Regions from separate parts of the Mus musculus genome. Here region 1 is linked to region 2. A link is a contact called in public Hi-C data. All regions are on one chromosome and are shown on one strand. Each heading gives the region's core, a stretch centred on a gene start, on an enhancer-like site or on the middle of the called end of the contact. The rest is flanking DNA. Distances are from core to core; before and after follow the strand shown.

Region 1 (5,619 bases), core at 3,113-5,612, 410 kb after region 2:
TCCTGCCTCTGCAGGATGAGCAGGCAGTAGCAGTGGAACATGGGAGGTTGAGCTTGGATTGAAGCAGATAGCCTGAAGACAAAATTCAAGCCTATTCACAATGCAATAAATATAGACTTAGCCCTACCTAGCTATGTCCCAAGAACTGTGGGTCTCCAAACTTAATAGTACCTCCTGGTCAAGTAACTCACTGCCCTTTCCAAAGCATGGCCTTTAACAGGGACCAACAGCAAGAAAGCCCATCCAGACCACAGCCAGGCCCTTGCTAGAGTGGGAGCTCTGTCTCCACTTTAAAAAAAAACATGTTCTCCTCTTCTCTAGCAACTGATAAATAATAAAATTTTCTAGGCCAGAGGTTTAATAAATCATAACAAATCTCCCTACAAATGCCTTGTTAATGATGTTGACGTAGCGGGGTACAGAGGTGCAGCCTTTGTTTCTCCCCACACTTGGGAGGGAGAAACAAGTGGATCTTTGAGAGTTCAAAGCTAGCCTGGTCTACATATTGAGTTCCAGGAGAGCCAGGGCTTTGTGGAGAGGCCTTGTCTTGAGAAGAAAAAAAGGAACATTGAGGCAAAAGTTCCCTTCTGTGTTGGCTAGTTTTATATCAACTTGACACAAAACCACAGTCATCTGAGAGGAGGGGACCACAATTAAGAAAATGCCTCCATAAGATTGGACTGCCAGCAAGTCTGTAGAGCATTTTCTTAAGTAGTGATTGATGTGGAAGGGCCTAAGCCATTGTTAGTTGTGAGTTCAACCAAGTGAGTTCAATTCAGGGTGCCCCCCCCCCCGACTTGGAGAGAATTTCATTTTAATGGAAACAAAAGCAAACTCTGGGTGTTCAGAGCAATCATTAAAACAAATGTCACCCTTTGTTTCTGAATTACAAAGAAACAAAAATAGATGTTCACTGTGCTTTATGATGACTGTGGAAATATTATTCTCATGGTGGAACAAAGTTAAACCAATGCAATGCTAGTCTCAGTCTTTGTGAAATATATTACCAGCTTTTTGTGTGTTGCCTTTACTGCCCGAGGTATTAAATCAACAGTGTATGGCCTCCTTGTTAGATGAGAGCAACTCAAGCTTGCAAAGAGTATCTACTCTAAGTCATTCTCTACACTTTGACCAACACAGCTTTCTCTTTGTGTATGCATGTGAGCGTGTGTTTGTGAGTGTATATGGGATGTGTGTGTGTTCGTGCACAGTGTAGAGGTTAGAGAGTGATATAGATTATCTTTATCTATCACTCTTCACCTTTTTGTTGAGGCAGGCTCTCTCACCAAACCTAGAGCTCTCTGATTTGGCAGGACTAGCTGGCCAGCAACTCTCAAAGAGCCTACTGTCTCTACCTCACCAAAACTGGGATTGCAAATGCGTTTTGCCACTACAGCTTTTTATGTGCGTATTGGGGATTGAAACTCTTGAGTATTTTACCAACTGGCCCATCTTCCCAGCACTCCACCAACACATACATGAGCATATGCACATGTATCTACATACACATACTTTTTATTTTGTAATTGCTTAATTAGCTGATCTTTTACAGAACCTATCTTGTGGTAAGGAAAGACATTAGCTAGTGAAAACAAGTCTGATATGGTGGCTGGCTGCAGTTACTGGTAACCACTGCATGTTATGGATACACAGGTAGTCAGGAGAACATTGATTATTATGCATCCAGTTCCCCAGTGAAACTTGTCTTTAATGAAAGTAGTATTGATACAGCAGGTTTTAATGCTCTTGGGGTTTTCTCTCTTTTGTTTCCTTTAAGAATTATTTTATTTATTTTATGTATATGAGTACACAGTAGCTGGTTCGGACACAACAGAAGAGTGCATCAGATCCCATTACAGATGGTTGTGAGCCATCATGTAGGTGCTGGGAATTGAATCAGGGCCTCTGGAAGAGCAGTCAGTGCTCTTAACCACTGAGCCATCTCTCCATCCCTAGGGACATCTCTTAAATAATACTTGCCATCCTGTCTAACAGGGGCATATGGATTGCTACCATAATGCATGTTTTTACCAAGTGGGCCATCTCTTCAGCTCTGCTTCTGGTCTTCTGTTGGTTCTGTGTTCCCTTGCTGTAAGGCCTTCATGCTCATTTCTCTGGCCATCCCTGTCTCTATGTCTCTCATCCTCCTCTGACTCTGGCCACCCACAGCTGCTCCTCTTGAGAGCCTGGCTGTTAGGGTTTCTGTGCCCTGCATTTCTAACAGTACAGCCTTCTTTCATCTTCTATAGTCCTCTCAGCTCTGAAGAAATATCTTTTAAGATTCAGTTCAAAGTGACTTCACCCCTAAGTGTCCACAACCTGCAATTGTAGAATCACCTGCTCCTTCCTTAGCCCATTGCCCCACCCAACATTGCCCCTTTGACCAACACAGAGCTGTCACCTGTCTCCCTTCCACAACTACACTCTGAGACTTCTGATGGAAGGGATGGTATTTTAACCATACCATACACCACTTATAATCACGATTAGTATAATTTTTTTTAATTTATTTATTTTTATTTTATGTGCATTGGTATTTTGTCTGCATGCATGTCTGTGTGAGGGTGTCAGCTCTTAGAGATACAGACAGTTGTGAGCTGCCATATAGATTCTCTCCCAGGTCCTCTAGAAGAGCAGTCAGTTCTCTTTACTAGGTAAGACATCTCTCAAAGCCCCATAGTGAATTTTTCTATAAATTTATTTTATTAATTGAATGGCTATTATTTATTATTATTCACTTCAATTATGTATTATTCAATTATTAATTAAATAAGTTTAACTGAATGTAATAAATGAATGGATTGAATTTTTCATAAATTAATTTCTCTCTCAAGCCACCTCTCTTTTAATACACATATACATATGTCTCATGTATGATGAAAGAAGAGTGAGGAGGTGAATCAACATGGCTGCTTTTACTTACCATCGATGCTCTGTGCCCAGTGGCAGACGGCAGAGGTGATGGGCTATTTTCTCCGTGTGAAAAATCCAAGCAGGAACTATTCAGAGACCGTGAGCTTCCTGAGTCACTATGCCGTTGTCCCTTTTCTGACATCAGCCTCGATAGAAAGCTGGCCTTGCGACTTCCTGGGCCTAATCTGTCTGTCCAAACCCCACTCTCTCTTGCACTGCCGTCACTGCCTTGGAAGTGACTCTGGCGATCTGTGAGAGATCTCCCTGAAGCTTCTGGGCCCTGGGATCGCTCCCAGGTTTCTAACGCAGATGATGGACGGTGTTGAGAAGCCGTCATTGTACCGAACCAAGACTGAGACATTGCATTCTTGGGGCCAAAGACAGAATGGCACGGTTGCTGTCCAGGGTGCTGAATTCTGGCACTGCGGTCATGTGGGCAGGGGCTGTGGACGTGGAGCTGTGCACAGCTCTCAATTTTCTCAGCCCAGTCTCTTTTGCCACAGGATACATCTACCTCAAGTTGCCTGGGGTGTGGAATTTGCCACATGCTTTTAGACCGTGGTATATTGACTCGGATGACTTGCTGTTTATTGTTGGCTTGAAGTAGTGAGATTCTTTCAGGTAAAGAAGAACAGATCATACACTGCTGGGTCCCTGAGTAGTTTGTTGAATGGAATGGAGGGCCTGTTTCGTTCTCAGTGTTCCCACTGCTGGATTTGCCATCGAGTGCCCTCATGATTTTCCTGATGCCGAGATGAAATATTTCCAGGATATTGAGTAACAAGGAGATGGCTGCAATGCTGTGCATGAAAAGCATGAAAATGGTCTTCTCTGTGGGCCTGGAAACAAAGCAGTCCACTGAATTGGGGCAGGGGGCTTGGGTGCACTTGTAAATGGGGTGCATTTGAAACCCATAGAGAATATATTGGCCTATCATGAACCCTACTTCTAGCACTGATCTGGTCAGGATGTGTAAGACATAGGTGCGCAGCAGACATCCTTTCAGAGGGACTTTATGAATCCTCTTCTGCTCCTCGAGTCTCCTCAGCTCTTTATCTACCCTTTGTTGCTCCTCCAGGTCGAGCTCTGGATTCTCCATCTGGGCTCTAAGGTATAACTTCTTCTTCTGCCTCTGCTTCTCAAAGTCCCTGAGTCTATAAAGGGCATGGCCCATATACACCAAAGAAGGGGAAGACACAAAGATGATCTGCAAAACCCAGAATCTGATCAAAGAGATGGGGAAAGCATCATCGTAACAGATATTGTTGCAACCGGGCTGCTGGGTGTTGCAGGCAAAGGCGGACTGCTCATCATCCCAGACGTCCTCAGCAGCGACACCAAGTACCAGCATTCGGAAGATGAAGAGGATGGTCAGCCAGATCTTCCCCACTATAGTGGAGTGGGAGTGGACTTCCTCTAGGATGCCACCCAGTAAATTCCAATCTCCCATGGTTAGGAAGTCACATCTGAAACATACAGAAGCAAGGAGGCTAATAAAACAGAGGGACGTCACTTATAAAGGGGCATGCTCATGAGTAGCACAGACTCTTGGCTCAAGTCAACACAATTCCTGACAGCAACTTCATACTTGAAGAAACTGGAATTTTCCGAGGAGTATTAGTTTCTGAACAAAACACTGACCCCCTATAATCTAACTCAGTTTACTTCTTATCCTTTTCTTGGCCATATGCAGTTCCCTTTCATTCTAGGATACCCATTAGTTTCCGTATTTGTACAATGTATTCCACAGTCTTGCTTATTTTTCTATTTATCTGAGAGGCCCATTCATCTCACATCTAGCACGATCTTAAGATTCAAATACTCTAGAACTTTTCTCTAAGGAGGCCAACCCCCACCTACTTTCCCCTTTTCTAAGCTTCCACTACCACTCATTGAGCATTTAACCTAGAAGACTGTTGTGGTGTTTTCATTTTCTGTCTCATTTCCTGAAAAGGTGCGCCCCCTGCAAGTAGAGTCTCTCCATGGTGTCTGGATCTCTCTACACAGATGATATCAATATATTCCCTTGAGTCTTTCATGAAATAACTGTCAACAGGGAAAGCAAAGTAGGATCTCCTCATATACCACACGTGCTACCATTGTAAGATGAAGCACTTGTAAAGAGAAATCAGCCAGGCAAATCCTTGGGAGCTGCTTCAGGTCAAGTTAGTGGTAATGTTGAGGCAGTCACAAAAACAGTGCCACTAAAACACATCTGGAAAGCCAGGTCTTCATTGAAAATTTTCTTGGTTTTTCAAGACAGAATTTCTCTGCATAACAGCCCTAACTGTCCTGGAATCCACTTTGTATAGCAGACTCGTCTCAAACTCAGAGTTGCCTGCCTCTGACTCCCAAGTGCTAGAATTAAAGGGCTGTGCCACCGTGTCTTGTGTCTTTATGGAATTCTTGCAAACTTGGAAAAGTTAGTATAAATGGTTTCTCTAGAAAGCTTGGAGTCTAGGAAATAATCAAGGTATAAGTGTCATACACAAGTTACTGTTTTTTATCCTGGAAAAACTATGTTTTTCAAGGTTCAATTAGATCAAAACACTCAAAACGCTGTCTTAGGGTTTCTATGGCTGCTATGAAAACACCATGACCAAAAAGCAAGTTGGGAAGGAAAGGGTTTGCTTACTCAGCTTATACTTCCAGATCATAACCCATCATTGGAAAAAGTCAGGACAGGAACTCAAGCAGGGCTGGAAC
Region 2 (6,103 bases), core at 352-2,851:
CTTTTTTAACATCTCGCCAAGATCACAAGGAGAGACGGGGCTTAATTACAGTTGGTGTATATATCTTTAAGAAAAAAATACATTAAGTGCTTTAAAATAGGCTCTCTTGGCTCTGTGATCACAAGGATTTTACTCACTTCTTATCCCTGATTGGTCTCATTCTCAGTTGCAGATGAATCAGACACATTTTGAGCAGCTTTAAGATATGCTTTTCATCCGAAGCCAAGTAGGCAAATGGCAGTGAATTCCCAAGCTCTTCCGGATGATCTCATAGGTTCCTCTGGCTCCACTTTGGGCCGTTTGCACTCTATGATGCTCTTATCTTCAACAACCCCCCACCCCCGGTGTCCCGAAAGAGGCTACAGTGCAGGCCAGGCAAGGTGTCCCATTGTCTAGACAGCCAGAGTAAGCCCCATAGTATGTGCAGGTGGCCACTGTCAATTGACAAATAAGAATAAGTAGAACCTATCAAATAGAGTGAGCCAGGTCCTGGAGTCTGTGACAGCAAGAAGAGAGCCCAGGAGATAGATGCTGCTCTTAGGACCCTCGTGAGAGCACATTCGTTGCCTGAGGCACTGCCAACCTCTCATTAAGTCTCCCAGTCTGACAACAGGAGACTTGAATGTCCCATAAATCCATTTGAACTTGGCATGGGCAGCTAGAACTTTTAAATTATTTATTTGAAATATCTGGTAGTGCATGGAGCAGCCGAACTCGGTGTCATGGATGAAGGGGTTGATTCTAGAAAGCTCCTATTAGCCACTTGGTTGTGTGAGGTCTCCCAGCAAAGGCATGCAGTTTCTGTTCCCTTCATTTCTAACTTCCCCTCAATGATAAAATCCCTTTAGTCTAATCTCTGTGACCTGAGGCTCTGCTGCCAGCATGCCCTTTTCTTCTTCTTCTTCTTCTTCTTCTTCTTCTTCTTCTTCTTCTTCTTCTTCTTCTTCTTCTTCTTCTTCTTCTTCTTCTTCTTCTTCTTCTTCTCCTTCTCCTTCTCCTTCTCCTTCTCCTTCTCCTTCTCCTTCTCCTTCTCCTTCTCCTTCTCCTTCTCCTTCTCCTTCTCCTTCTCCTTCTCCTTCTCCTTCTCCTTCTCCTTCTCCTTCTCCTTCTCCTTCTCCTTCTTCTTCTTCTTCCTCCTCCTCTTCCTCCTCCTCCTCCTCCTCTTCTTCCTCCTCCTCTTCCTCTTCTCCTCTTCCTCTTCTTCTTCCTCTTCCTCTTCTTCTTCCTCTTCTTCCTCCTCCTCCTCTTCCTTTTCCTTTTCCTCCTCCTTTCCTTCTTCTTCTTATTTCCCAGCTTACTATTTATGCTTGATGCAGAATTAAGAAACTAGAAAGATGCCACTGGCTTCAGAAAGGGAACCGTCGATCATCCTTGAGCCCTGCCAGCTCTTTCAGACTTCTTAGGCAGGCGTGGTGCTTCTGTGCAGACTTTTGGGCTTATCTCTGGGGAATGAGCTTACAATACAGGAGCATCCCTCCCGTGGTCCACTAGGATATTAAAGTCCTCTGCCTCCTGCTCTAGGGCAGCCGAGCGAGGCATGGGATGTCAGTTGCACTGGACTCTGGGGCCCATGTATTTCTCGGAGAGCACCTTCCTTGGGTCACTCTGCTTCTGCAGTAGCTGTGCAACAAACGCGTTGAGTCATTCTGTGGTAACAGTCATGAGCCTCAAAACTGATTAAGAGTAAAGGCGATATTGGAAGGAGGAAATCAGTCTAATTAAAGCCAGGCGGGCTTCCCAGATCTGTGGCTGATTTACTGAAATGTTCCTTTACATGGCTCTTTCCCCATTTTTTTCCTTTACTTTTTTATTGATTTACATTTCAAGTGTTAGCCCTTTTCCAAGTTTCCCCTCTGCAAACACCTCATCCCATACTCCCCTCCCCCTGCTTCTATGAGGGTGCTCTCCCACCTGCCAACCCACTCCCACCTGACCACCTTGGCATTTCCCTACACTGGGGCATGGAGTCTTTCCAGGACCAAGGGCCTCTCCTCCCATTGATGCCAGATAAGGCCATCCTCTGCTACATATGCTACTGAAATTCTTTGGTTGGTGGTTTAGACCCTGAGAGCACTGGGTGGGCAGGGGGGTCTGGTTGGTTGATATTATTGTTCTTCCTATGGAGTTGCAAACCCCTTTAGCTCCTTCAGACCTTTCCCTAACTCCTCCATCTTAAGAGAGATCAGACATCTATTTACCATGTTAGGTTCTTCATGCTATTAAAAATAATCGTATTTATGAGTTCTTCTTTCCCAACTGCCAAGAACCCAACCTAGAATTCAGCACCAACTCTTCAGATGCTCTGGGAAGGAAAATATCATTACCACTTTTACAGATGAAGGAAGCTGAAGCCCAGGGAGACTGTTTTGCCTAAAGGTGAAAGTGTTTTAATCCTAGACTTTTATTTTTATCTCTTTAAATGTCTTCCTGACAGTGGTAATGAGCTTGGAACCCTCATCAGGAGAAAACCCTGTCTGAAGCCTTGTTTATAAAATTATTTCAATAAAATCCACCATCAGATTGTCTGGGGTGGGTCTTCAAACCAAGTGGCTTCCTTAATGAGCACACTCATCAGGGCAGCAGAGCCTTGTTACCGGTTTCTCCCACACGTGGTCCAGGCAGGTGGTAAGGCTGGTACAAATTCATTAGTACTAAAGACCAGAGTGCTAGAAGGTTTGAGGCTAGAATCTGGTTCATTTCTCATTTGTTTAATTATCTTAAAGGTTAGGTGGAGAAGTGTTTGTGGCAAGGAACAATGTGACTTCAGCGAGCAAAGGCTATCCCGCATCCCCTTGTTACTGCAGAGGCCACTGGAAGTTGACGGCTCATCTGGCTGTGGCCTCCTAATTGGCTGTCTCTCTGCCTCTGCTATCCTGCTCCGGAGGACTCCCTGTCTCCCACACTTACACTACACAGATCACTGGACTCTGAAAGAAGGAAGTCCCAGAGGGGCATTGTTATCCGGAGCCCTTGGCCACTGTATTTCCCTGAGTCCTGTTGCCAGCGTGCATCTAGCATTTTGTGCACCATAGCACCTTGGTCACTAACAAGACATGAGTGACGGATGCATGAGACCACGCTGGAGCAACGGTGTGGCTAGGTTGTCAGAATGCTCCACCAGTCAGAGGTGGTAAACTTGTTCTCAGTCCTAAAGACCCAGCATTGTGTACATCCCTGCGCAAGGGTGTGTGCGCAGGCACACACACACACACACACACACACACACACACACTCCCACATTAGCTCAGTTGCCCCTGTGCTTTCTGCTGAATCAGAAGAATTTACAGAAATATAGGCCTCTCTGTTGCCTACCTTGCCTAACAGAAGGACCATACTACACAGTTTCTTCTTTCCTCTGTGAAAGTGCACTGGACGTAGAAAGCATTGAGCAGCAGAAAATTTGACCACCACCATGCGCCTCGGAGGAGGAAGGGTTCAGTTACTGAGATAAAGGTTTCTCCATTTAGGGTTAGTGCACAACACTTAGACCCCACTTTTTTTTTCCGTTTAATGTTACTCCTTGAGTATCTTCCCGTGTCATTAAGCAGTCTTCACAGCCTTCATTCTTGTCATGTGCGTGGATTCCATTGTATAATGTGCTAGGATTTCAGGGCCCCTCACGTTGGACTTCAGGTAGCACTCTGCTTCATGGTTATCATAGGAGACTTCTACAATGCACAGACCCTCCTTTTCTTTGCCACATGTGTATTTTTGGAGGGATGGGGTTATCAAATGAAACTAAGCCCATTCAAAATTTTAAAATTCTCTGCATGCTTGCAAAAGGTGCAACCCTGAGTTATAACTGAAAGTTGTGTGTCACACATCTGTCAAATCGAATCTTTGCTGCACCGAACTTCAAAAATACAGTTTTGCAATTACTATCAAGTTTAGGACAGTTTTAAAGAGTCCTAATTTTAGGGCAGTTTCTACTGTCCTTAGACTTCCTTCTTTTCATTTATAGTCATTTCCCATTATTACACCTGTCTCTAAAAGCCATCGACCTGCTTCTGTTCTGCCTAAGTTTGTCTTTTCTTGATTTTTTTTTTTATGTCTTGAGACAAGGTCACACCATGCAGTACTGATTCTCCTGGAACTCAATATGTAGACCAGGCTGGACTCAGACTCACAGAGATCCACCTGCCTCTGCCTCCTGAGTGCTGGGGTTAAAGGTGCAAGCCATGTTTCATAGACATGAACTAATGTATTTCGCAGCTAGGCTAGTTTCTTTTCATTTACCATAGTGTTTCTGATGTTTTCATTTTTGCCTGTATCCACATGAGATTCGTTTTGTATTGATATAAGGTATTCTTTGATATGGATATGATCCAGTTTGTTTATTCTGAATTGTGTGAAGTGTGGGGTCCTTATGATGTGCTGTGATAGCAGCACAATACTCTGCATCTCACAGGCATGGTTACATTCATTAGAGTCACAGGTGTCACTCTCTGGGTCCTCTAACTTTTGAAAGGTGTCTGCCAACTCCTGAATGGATATGTCAAACTGGAAAGATTTTAAACCTCGCTTATTTTCTTGAACAAGAAATATTACATAACATAGAAATCGCTGGGGCTGGAGAGAAGTGCATTTGAGACCATCTAGAGACTGCCATATCCAGGGATCCATCCCATAATTAGCCTCCAAACGATGACACCGTTGCATACACTAGCAAGCGTTTGCTGAAAGGACCCTGATAGAGCTCTCTCTTGTGAGACTATGCCAGGGCCTAGCAAACACAGAAGTGGATGATCACAGTCAGCTATTGGATGGAGCACAGGGCCCCCAATGGAGGAGCTAGAGAAAGTACCGAAGGAGCTAAAGGGATCTGCACCCCTATAGGTGGAACAACATTATGAACTAACCAGTGCCCCGGAGCTCTTGACTCTAGCTGCATATGTATCAAAAGATGGCCTAGTCGGCCATCACTGCAAAGAGAGGCCCCTTGGTATTGCAAACTTTATATGCCCCAGTACAGGGGAACACCAGGGCCAAAAAGGGGGAGTGGGTGGGTAGGGGAGTGGGGGGGAGGGTATGGGGGACTTTTGGGATAGCATTGGAAATGTAATTGAGAAAAATACGTAATAAAAAAAAAAAGAAAATAAAAGAAATTGCTGGGGCTGGAGAGAAGTGCATTTGAGACCACTTGCTGCTCTTTCATAGGACCCAAATTCATTTTCCAGTACCCATGTCAGGCAACTCACAGCTATCTACACCTGCCTATACACACACACACACACACACACACCCCTTGTAATTAAACATGATAAAATATATCTTTAAAAAAGAAGTCACAGTTTTTGAAATTTTGAAGAAATCTTTAGGTTGATTGGAGTTGAAAGACGTCTCAAAAGGATTTGGGCATTTTGTTGTTGCTTAGGCATTTTGTTCAGTTTGGTTGTGATCACTGTAAAAAGGAGAATTTTATTCATGATTTTGTCAAATCCTTTGAACAGTTTCCTTTTCACACACACACACACACACACACACACACACACACACACACACACATATATATATATATATATATGTAATATATCACCTATTTGACCAATTTTAACAATTTCTCCCAAGAAAATCATCTGTTTAATATGTTTTGAAAATATTTTCAATGTGTGTGATATATTCAATATTTTTAGTATTTCAAATATTTCAAATATTGCTGTATTTGCGTTCACCTTCCCTTGTGCTTGCTTTTTGTTGTTCGTTTGTGCATTTGACTCTCAGGTTGATATGCTTGCTGGTTTTTCTTATCTCTGGCTTGATAGTGAGAGCATGGAGATTTCTCGGCATACTTCCTGGGACTGATTTGAACAAACTCCAAGAATGCTCACAGATAAAATGCTGAGTTTTATACTTTTCTTAAAAGTATAAATGTTTAAAATTAGATTTTGTAAGCGCCTTGGGTTTTCCAAGTGTTTAAGAGTTTGGGCCGTGAGGTTTTGTTCAAGCTTTTGTAATTTCATCCTGATTTTGTTGCAATTGAGACAAAAGCTTTATCTATGACCTTATCTATTATTCGCTTTGCTAAAGTTTTAAATAATACTTCAAGAAAAGCGTATTTATTTATCTATTTATTTTGTTGTTGTTGGACAGATATGAAATCCAA

What was found. A called contact is a pair of places that touch in the nucleus more often than the background predicts.
Region 1: a contact with region 2 is called in a Hi-C map of bone marrow-derived macrophages, with 15 read pairs. The contact joins the promoter of Gja10 here to the enhancer-like site in region 2. A contact is called at or near these places in 3 of 39 promoter capture datasets (the C10 cell line, cranial neural crest and liver), 1 of 484 Hi-C or Micro-C datasets (bone marrow-derived macrophages), 1 of 115 datasets of contacts at active chromatin or transcription factors (bone marrow-derived macrophages) and 2 of 9 other capture datasets (adipose tissue and macrophages).

What each region holds. Positions count from the first base shown.
Region 1 is chr4:32,598,020-32,603,638 of GRCm38.p6, forward strand. It overlaps Gja10 (gap junction protein, alpha 10), which reads right to left and starts at 4,363. Exons shown (of 1, transcript NM_010289.2): 1 at 2,846-4,363. The coding sequence starts at 4,363. The coding sequence ends at 2,846.
Region 2 is chr4:32,189,035-32,195,137 of GRCm38.p6, forward strand. No RefSeq gene overlaps it. Among named protein-coding and RNA genes, the nearest start is that of Gm42266, 5.3 kb to the left of the region's middle. Within about 2 kb of position 1,602, at least 3 of the 459 cell types and tissues checked have an H3K27ac peak or open chromatin away from gene starts, as enhancers often do. A contact at or near this core is called in bone marrow-derived macrophages, where this site is marked.